Linked DNA regions of Mus musculus: region 1 is linked to region 2. Evidence: chromatin contacts called from public HiChIP or PLAC-seq data. All regions are on one chromosome and are shown on one strand. The core of a region is the stretch at or near the end of the contact, and the rest is flanking DNA. Distances in the headings are between cores, read along the strand shown.

What was found. HiChIP or PLAC-seq counts read pairs in DNA pulled down with a chosen protein or histone mark.
Region 1: a contact with region 2 is called in an H3K27ac HiChIP or PLAC-seq map of extraembryonic endoderm stem cells. The contact joins two enhancer-like sites. A contact is called at or near these places in 1 of 15 datasets of contacts at CTCF or cohesin (large pre-B cells), 2 of 484 Hi-C or Micro-C datasets (the BV-2 cell line and the G1E-ER4 cell line), 4 of 115 datasets of contacts at active chromatin or transcription factors (embryonic stem cells, extraembryonic endoderm stem cells and trophoblast stem cells) and 1 of 9 other capture datasets (embryonic stem cells).

The regions. Positions count from the first base shown.
Region 1 is chr14:54,381,592-54,386,717 of GRCm38.p6, forward strand. The region is part of intron 2 of Slc7a7 (solute carrier family 7 (cationic amino acid transporter, y+ system), member 7); the gene reads right to left. Among named protein-coding and RNA genes, the nearest start is that of Oxa1l, 23 kb to the left of the region's middle. Within about 2 kb of position 2,145, at least 65 of the 459 cell types and tissues checked have an H3K27ac peak or open chromatin away from gene starts, as enhancers often do. A contact at or near this core is called in extraembryonic endoderm stem cells, where this site is marked.
Region 2 is chr14:54,062,938-54,067,736 of GRCm38.p6, forward strand. It overlaps Gm30275 (a long non-coding RNA gene), which reads right to left. Exons shown (of 4, transcript XR_003951148.1): 4 at 4,500-4,799. It also overlaps Tcra and Tcrd. Among named protein-coding and RNA genes, the nearest start is that of Gm30275, 60 kb to the right of the region's middle. Within about 2 kb of position 1,779, at least 31 of the 459 cell types and tissues checked have an H3K27ac peak or open chromatin away from gene starts, as enhancers often do. A contact at or near this core is called in extraembryonic endoderm stem cells, where this site is marked.

The sequences.
Region 1 (5,126 bases), core at 895-3,394, 320 kb after region 2:
TTCTCTCCTTCTGCCATGTGGAGCTCAGGGGTCAAACTTAGGCCTGGTGGCAGGAGCCTTTACTGGCTAAGCCACATTGTCAGCTTGTCCGCCCTACTCTTTTTTGAGATAATCTCCCTGCACCTGGAACTCATCGATTTCCCCCAGGTACTCAGCAAGCTGACTCTTTAAGCAGGCCCTGAGGGTCTAAACTCAGGTCTCCTTTCTCGAGCACCAGGCACTCTGCCCAGTGAGCCACCTCCCCAGCTCCCTTTCTACGTATTACCCACGTTTTTTTCTGTTTTCTTCTGAGGAGATTTCTGGCTCTACTCAAATACATGTCTTTGTGCCTAATAGACATAACAGTAAACAACCAAACCTTATCGAAAGGCTGAGCAAACACGTACCCATCGCTCCAGGCCACCCCGGTGCTAAGTTAATCATTAAAGACGGTAGTGTACTGTCTCCTCAGTAATCCCACAAAATAACGTGTCTTTATCTTGCCCTCCACAAGCCTGTCAGACACTGCTCTTCCTCAGCCAGTGGTCCATCCCTCGCTACCCACTGGACTTCCATCCTGAGCTATTTCAACACCACGAGAAACCTGTCTCTCCCTATCTGGCAATGGCCACTCTCCACCTTTAGGCTCTGCAAGCCAAGTTTTCATTAGAAACGCCAAACACAGATGTGCTTTGCCTATGTATGCTCAGGAGAGTGGGGGCCCCTAGAACAGGAACCCCCTGGCAGGAATGAAGACATTCTAAAGTGAAACTTATATCTCTCCCCACTTTTGGCTAGCAGATCATTAAGCCGTGGTCCCAAGTAAGTTGGAATTTCCTTAGGCATCCCGTGCGTAGAAAAGAAAAGGGCTGAAGCCTGGTGCCGGCTGCAGGAAAACCTAGTGACTCAAAGTGATTTCACACAGCGTGGCATCTTCTCAGGCCACTTTGCTAGAGACATTAGAACTAAGGCGATGAGGACCAGGGTGGTGGAGACCATTCTTTTACCAGGGCTGCTTAGCTGTGCATGTCTCTCACCCTCTATTTAGACCTAAGCCTCATATTAGAATCTACTGAACCTCTTTGCTTGTTCGTTTCCCTTCCCAGTGTTGCCATACTGAGTGCATCTCCCTCTGCATCTACTCTTACTTTGTCTCTTTGAGTGGCCAACGATGCCCCAGGGTGGGCCAGCCTAGCAGGGTAACCATAGGTCACAGCATGGGACTGGAATAGACTTAAAGGACTACTTCTGCTTCGCAGAGTCTGCAGCTCCATGTCACAGGGCACTTTGTCTTGGTTCTGTTCACGGTCATGAGCACAGACAAGACAGCTGACTCACGCCTTTTCTTACAGCGACCCCGGCCAGGAGAATGCGGAGCAGCGGTTCTCAACCTTCCTAATGCTGAGACCCTTTAATGCAGTTCCTCATGCCACAGTGACCCTCCCCAAACAAAAAATTTTGTTGCTACTTCACCATTTTAATTCTACTACTGTTATGAATCATAATGTAAATATATGTTATGTAGGGTATCTGACATGTGACCCCTGTGAAAGGGTCATTGGACCCCCACGCACACTCATCGAGGTCACAACTCCCAGGCTGAGAATGTTGATATTTTGATCCCTACGGCTAGGATCACTTCATCCCTTCTGTTACCTGCCATGTTCCCCACTACTGGGGAACAACCCCCAGTCACAGACCCCCATCATGTCCCGGTCTGCTCTCTGTACTGAACTTGAGGAGGGGAGGCTCAATTTGAATGCAAAACCCTACACACAGAGACGGGAGCACTGAGAGAACCGGCTGAAGGGAGCTGGCTCACACCTTGCACAGCTCCCAGCTTCCTCCAGAGAGCCTGGCCCTGGGAACAGGAAATGAATAAGGCAAGCCTCAATGCTGACTAGGCTCTTTGTCCCCACCCCTAACAGATACAGCTGACCAGAGTCCCCAAAGCTCAGCCAAAAGTATGGCTCTTGAAGCAAAGCCCCACCTCCTGCTGCGGAGTCAGAGGAAGGAGACCTCAGGGTTAGAATAATAGGGATGGATGCAAGTTAGCCTACAGACAAAGACACCTGCCCTTCTACCCCGGCGGGTAATTCAGTCCCCACCCAATACTGAGCCAAGTCCATGGGAGGATTGCCTAAAATGACCTTTAACCTTGACCCAGCTGCTACTCTATCCCTGCAAGGCAGCTGCTGGGAAGATGACACTCCTGCAACCTGAAGAGGCACTCCAGGACAGGTCAACCCCAGCAGACACAAAGTCTCTGGGGAGGATGCTGTCATGAGGGCCCAGAATCCGCTCTAGAACAAAATGGAAATGCCCAGGTTGTTCTGAAAAGGGAAGGTGGGAGACCGATCAGTTAAGAGTACTTGCTGCTCTTGCAGAGAACCCATGTCTAGTCCCCAACACCCACACAACTAACTACCCATAACTCCGGTTCTAGGGGACCATACACAATTTTCTGATCTCTGCAGGATCCTCCATGCACACGACACACACATGCATCCAGGCACATACACATAAGATAATTTTTAATCCAAAAGTAGCAATACCTTTAGCCTGCTCTGATCAATGCCCAGGTTTAACTTCAAATAGTCTAAAGTCTCACCAACAAACTGTGAGTCCTTATCCCGTAGAGATTAATCCTGAAGCTTACAAGTTAAATGTTAATGATGCTTAGATAAGCTTCAGTACTCTCACGGGATGGGACCACAGCAGCGACAACGTACACTGTGCTGGAGTAACAAACGTTGGTCTCATTGTTCACTCTACTTTTGCATTAATATGTGCTTGCATTTTTCCACAATATGCTCTTCTTAATTCATAGAGTTCAAAATATAACAGAATGAAATTAATACCATCAAAGGATGTCAGGGAAGCCCTGTCTCCTTTCCCGCTTCTTACATGTTTTGTAATCTTTATTGGGAAAGCAAACTGCCTTTTTCTAATCTGACAATGTGTGCCACACGCCACAAGTCCAGACCGTCTATCTGGTCCTGCACCTGTTCTAGCCTTCCTGTCTGCATGTGCACCACATGAGTGCGGGTGCCTGAGAAAGCCAGAGGCCTGAGCTACAGGCGACCTGTGTGAGCCACTCCCTGTGGGTGCTGGGAATCTAACCCAGATCCTGTACGAGGGCTGTGACTGCGGAGCCATCTCTCCAGCCCTGGTTTTCCTGCACTGATGGAAGATGGCTTACATCGCAATAGCAGACCCTGTGTGTGGTGGTGTGGGTTGGCCTTTAATGCCAACACTGGGGAGGCAGAGAATGGTGAACCTCTGGTTTTGAGTTCCAGGCAGGCCAAGGGACATAGTAATACCCTGTCTCAAAGACAGAGAGAGAGAGAGAGAGAGAGAGAGAGAGAGAGAGAGAGAGAGAGAGAGAGAGAGAGAGAGTCAGAGTCAGAGTCAGAGTCAGAGTCAGAGTCAGAGTCAGAGTCAGTCTGGTAGGGCAGTGATGGTACTCATCTTTAATCCTAGTACTCAGGAGGCAGAGATAGATCTCTAAATTCAAGGCCATCCTGGTCTACAGAGCCAGGTCCAGGACAGAGAGGGGGGGAAAAGTCCAACAATGAAAGTAACCCTTCTCCCTAAGGTAAGGATACAATGAAGAGGCTGGCATCTTTGTGTCCCTTCTAAGATATGGGCCACATTTTGTAAGTAACAAAGGAAGACCTTTCTTTTCTCTTTTCCTTTTTCCTTTTTCCTTTTTCCCTTTTTCCCTTTTTCCCTTATTTTCCCTTTTCCCTTCCCTTCCCTTCCCTTCCCTTCCCTTCCCTTCCCTTCTCCTTTCCTTTCCTTTCCTTTCCTTTCCTTTCCTTTCCTTTCCTTTCCTTTCCTTTCTTTTCTTTTCTTTTCTTTTCTTTTCTTTTCTCTGAGACAGGGTTTCTCTGTGTAGCCCTGGCTGTCCTGAAACTCACTTTGTAGACCAGGCTGAACTCAGAAATCTGCCTGCCTCTGCCTCCCGAGTGCTGGGATTAAAGGCTTGCGCCACCACTGCCCGGCAGGAAGACCTCCTTTTAAGCACAGGAACCAGCCTCCCTGATCGCAGGCAGAGAGCTGTTGGTGTTTAGCGGCACTGTTTATTACAGTAGTTAGAAAGTAAAGAAAAAGAAGGGGAAAATCTCTGGACAGGTCTCAGTATCTTGTTGGACTGAACTTTTTTTTCTTACTGCAATCAAAGAATATTAAATGTGATCTTGGCCGAAGGGGCAGGGGCACTAACCAGAGTGCTGGGATACCAAACTCTGGCCCTGTGCAAGAGCAGCAAACACTGTTAACCAGTGAGCCTCATGCAAGTCAGCCTCTCATTCATATCGTACACCCCAGTTCTAGCAAATACATCCGAGTGTGATCCTTCACCACCTGACTCTAACCAAGTCCCACTCCGAGAAAGAGAGAGAGAAGCTGCTGGTTACACCAACACACACCACAAACAAGCCCGAGAGACATCTTCAACTTTTTACTGACTCTTCTTTTCTGATGTCCCCCAGGTGTTGTTCCGGGTCACAGAAACATTTCACTGACTCATGTGTCATGGGGGAAGAAGATCCAAACACAGAGTGGCCATGGGTCACTGAATCAGACCCCTCCCAGTGTCCTTTCTAGAATTCAGTCAGCACTTTAAACACTGCGGCTGTGGCATCTCTAAGGAAGCAAGCACATGGTTTATACATTCCCCTAGATTTCTAAGCAACCATAAGGCAGGCAAGATGACTCAGTGGATTATCTTGGTTATCAAGGTACTCACAGCCAAGCCCGACAACCAAAGTCTGATCCCCAGGACCAACATGGTGAAAATAGAGAAACAACTCCCACAAGTTGTCCTCTGACCTTTCACAGGTGCACCCTGGCACAAGGCCTGAGAAGTCACCTGCCACGCACGGGAAGGCTCCTGGGCAGTTCTGACTTGGGAAGTTGGAACAGAGCTTCCCAGAGCAGTCTGGTAATATGCCGCTTTGCATTTAACTGGGGTAATTACCTCATGAGATAATCACATGCAGACCAGCTTAGGGCAGAACATGCCTGAACCTTTCCTTAGCCTGGGCTCCTACATCTCTGTGGCACATTGTCACTGCTGGCAATGAAGTCAAAGCCTCTGAGGCAGCCCTGCTGTCACCAAGTTGTTAAAACTCAGGTACCAT
Region 2 (4,799 bases), core at 529-3,028:
ATTTTCCTTTTCTGAAATGATGTTTACATTGCAGCTAAGTGGGGCTTTGAGTGAAAATTTCTCGGGAATCCGCAGAGATCTCTGTGCCCTAGGCATGGAAACAAAGCCAGCAGCTCGTTTTCAGGGAGTACTAGCCATGTGTCAGGCACAATGCTTAGAGCCTCCCAGACATCTTCCTCCCTAACGTTCTTGCTCCCTGGGTCAGTGTGTGGGAGCTGGAGGAGGTACTGTGTCTCCACGAGGCAGATAGCAAACCAAAGCCTCAGAAAGGCTAAAACTCTCCTGAGAGTCAACAGCTAAAGTCTCAAAGAAGAACTTGGATTCCAGATTGTTAGATTGCACAGCGTTAGCTCTAACCACTGTGCCATGAGCTATATTCTCATTATCAAGGGCTTATTAAATGTGAGGCACTGGAGTTTTAATAAGGCTTAGCAGAAAAGATTTCACAAAGCTCCTTAACTACACGCTAGAACACAGACAGCTCTCTATGTATACCATTGTGACTGTGCTTGGAGTCTTGTAGACTTGGTATAACTCACGGCGTCTTCTCCCAAGACAAGCACAATGCCCTTGCTTTATCCATCCCCAGTGTTCTTCTATCTCAACTGTCCTGCTCTGAATTCACTCTCTCTGTTGCTCCTTTGCCAAGGTCTTCTACAAAGGAACCTCCAGGACTTGAACTTGATAGCGGCCACATGACTTTAATGAATGCACTGTGTCATAGTTACCCGGCTACTGAACCAGCCACTCTTCTGTTTCATTTTTAAATTTAGCAGGTTCCTCTTGCCTGTTCCTCTGTCTTTTCAGGGGTACAGTGCAAAAGAGAGCTGAAGGGGTAGAGACCGAGAAGATTTCAAACTTGGAGGTCCAGAGAACCAAATAATAAGTCAACTGAAGAAACAAGGCAGCAGGAAATATGGTAGTATGAGTGTAACTGCACTGCTTTCATGACCTCAGAAGACCAGCGAGGATGTATCTAGCAGATACTGTGTGTGTTCAGGTGAAGCAGAAGTCAAGAAGCAAGCATTGCACTGGTTGCAGATCTTGCCAGGAGCAGAGCAGCTGCCGAGACAACTTCAGCCTTGACGCATACATCCAAGATCTCAGAGGAAGAATAGCTTACACGGTGAGCATCCCCTGGTGACATTGACCCAATTGTAGCCTCTTCCTCCAAGCCTCCAAGGGGAAGGATGGCTTCTTCCTGTTAACAGAATCTTCCCTTCGAAGTCGGGTTAATGACTCTTAAACCCTGAGGGAACCCAAGCTTACTTTGTGATGGACTAGACTCCTTTGCAAACCTAACAATATCCCTTATCTACAAGAGTCTGCATCCTACTTTATTTTTAGCAGATCTGTGCTGGCCGCAGCCAGAGAGTGTCAGAGTAACAATTGTCAGTCAAAATCTCCCTAGGATCCTGAGAGACTGGGAGACCAGATGATCACCTCTAAGTAGACACACACCCCAGCCCCTGCCCCATCAGCACAACATTGAATCCTGAGGCAGCCTGGCCATTTTGCCAACCAGTTATTATTTCTTCTGGCAAAATCTAGATTAGGAAAATAAATTGGCTTTGTTTCTGATTCTTCTTAAGCATAGATCCTAAAGAACCCGGCCATAAATGAACAGTAATCTTCAATTTCATCTCTTACAGGCGGCTTCCAATCCATCTTCCCAACCTGCAGCTGAGGCAGCTGCTCCTGAGTCCCTTCAGTAATCTGCACACATCCACCGACTCATTCCTGCAATTTGTCATTCCCTGTAGCTCTGCTTTTGAACACTAGGGGGCAATGCTGGATCAGCCAAAATGCCAGATGCTCCATTTCGGTTTTTTATCCCTACCTTGCCTTATCTTTTCGGGATACAAGTCTCTTGTTGGAAGGCAAAAACAGGACCCACCCTCAGAGCACCCGACAACGTGGTCAGGCTTCTTGCAATGCCTTTCTCATATCTGGGATCATAGAGATAAAATGCAGTTCACTGGCAAACAGATCCAGCCCTGTAGGTGACCTTCCCCACTGAGAAACAGACAGGGAGAGGGCTCATCTAATCATGGGAGTGACCAAGAACAATCTGTATCTTAGCTGCCATGCTTGTCTCCACCCATGCAGATGTAAGCCCTTGGGGGTGACGTAGTTAAATTCCAGGGGGCAGTGCAATATTTATCAGCAAATACTTGTTGGATGGGTGGGTGGACACAAATGTAGAATTTACTAGTTCCGGATTTGTTACCCTTTTCCAGCTGTCTGGATGCCTAATGCTCAGCTGCTGAGCATGCAATTTTGGAGATGACAGAGAATGCTCAAGACGGTGAAGCTAAACCAGTGGCTGCTGGTTTGCAAATGTCATTTCAAGAGGGCAGTCAAGGTTCAGCTCTCTTCTTTTCAGGAGCTCTTTCATAACACTGACCCAAAGTGCATGGACCCTTCCTAGACTGGGAGTTAACAGAAACAGACACCGATCCATTAATAGCCAGTTGTACAAAACCCTGCAGCCCCTTTGTAGAAAGCACAGCACCCATCACTTTCCTAAGTAATTAGTGGGAATTCCGTGGCTCTCAGTGGATCCCCGAGATGCTCAGTGTGCTCTTCTGTGCTTAGATCTATGCTTAGAGGGAATCAGGAGACACCTCTCCAGGCTGCATGTCCTTCTGCTTTCATTACAATGGATGCCTTGGCCTCTGGGATCTACACAAAGCACTGCTGAATGACCAAGGAGAGAAAGCCACGCCTGCTTTGAAACCCAGCACCATTTGTAACTGGGAATTGTTATATAAGAAGTCCCCGCCCTTACTCAGCTCCCTTCAACTGTTCTGAGAAGACAGCAGACACTGTTGGGTTTCTGTGGTTGGAGTAGACTTTGAATGAGATTTAGAGCACTCTTCCTTTCCCAATATGAGACTCCCCCAGTCATCTAGCTGCCTTCCCATGGTAGCAGCCAGTTTAGTGCCTCCAAATAAAAATATATAGGCACTGTTACAAAAATTCCCCACACGCCCAGAAAGTGTCATTTCTTCCCAATATAAGACAAACTCTTGCTGTCATGAAAAAATTAACAGGAGGAAGAAAATGTTTCTTCTGGAGAAATCTTCCAGAAGAAGAAATCCTTCTCTCTCTACTGTCTCAGGTGGGGCCTTACCTTCAGAGCTCTGACACCGCAAACATGGGGTTCATCTTTGTTATTAGATCTGATATGCCAGGGAGTACAAACATCCCAACCAAATTCACAAATGAGCAAACATGTTCCTCATGCTAACTAAAAGTTACCTTCTTAGGTTGCCTTAATGAAGCACTGTCTTGGTATACCTACCTCAGTGCTAAGATCACGTCTCAAAACAACCAGGGAGCCCTTTCTAAGCATCAATAAACTCATTCTCAACAACAGAGTGCTTTAAATCTCAGTCAAGGTCTTGAATCCAACCACAGACACCTAACAGTGACTTCTGTCTTCACGGAACAGTTCTGTTAAAGGGAGCCAGAACAGGATGGGGACTTATTTTATAATGTACGCCACTTATACACATTTCTGATTTAACCCTACCCTTACAGTCTAGGGCCTCAGAGTACAGGCCTGTAACCACAATCTTGAAAAACTTGAAAAGTTGTTCTTTGATGTCTTCCCTGGAAACAAGCAAACTGAACAAAAATTCTAAAATACTCTTTTTCTATCACTGTCCACGGAAGTCCAGGTGATCATATCTTCTTAAGCATGTCCTACACTCTGACTTTCTCAGGATGCCTTGGTGTGGTTAAAAGAAAGGCCCTTAGGGTAACTTCTCTGTTCTCTACCTTAAAAACAAAAATGTATGGAAATTTCCATACGAGAGAAGATGGACAACTAACAGATGAGACTCAAAAGAAAACGGACGTTCTCCGGGTGAGCTCACTTGCTTTCAAATACAGCCCTATCTTGGGGCCTGGATTTCCATGCTAAATCCCTGATTGATGAGTGACTTGAAGCCTTGATGCCAAGGCTGAGCACAGGTAGTATGCAAGCCACGCTTGGGAGCTGGTTAGAAATGAAGCCCACATTAGCCAGAGCAGACATGTGGCTGGGGTGGGGTTGTGAACTAGCTAATGAACATCTTGGGAACCTGGCTAAGGCACATGGATTCTGTTCTATGGAAAATGAGCATAAATCAGAAGCACGTAAAGGAAATGTACCTGGAAAGAGTATAGAAGGATTGCTGTCAATGTGGAGATTGATCGAGGACAGAAGGAGAAGGATAGAGCCACATGGGTAATGTAAAACACATGGAGGGCATTCAGGTTCAAGTTCAAGAAAGAGCCTAAAAAGTGGGTGGGAGGTGCATGAGGGACAAAGAGAAAGGAACCACAGACTGACTCTTCCTGACATTGTATGTGTGAGCTGGAGGAGTCTCTTAAGTCTTATGCCCTAAGGTCTTATCATTCAAAATTCATTCTCATTTATTTTTAGCGCATCAGATTTAAGGTGCTGCTGATTCTTCTAAGGCCATTTTTGTATTTCTGTAATCCAAAGGATTAATTCCCAAAGGCAGAATTCTAGGTACCAATAGAGAAGAATTGGGAACCCAGAGTCTTCTCGGAAGCCCCAGTTATTACATTGTTGATTGATTATTATTTATGAAGCCCATTGCATAAATATTCAACCAACTACAACTAGTGTTCTTAACTAATTCATAATGTTTGAATAGTAAGTCCATGTGGAGCATCCTAAAAATTCTCTTTTCTCCTCTCTTCTGGCATTGGAATAAGGGAACACAGATCCAGAGAGACTCTGCCATCATGCCTTCTGTTCTCTTTCAGTCTCGACATCATCT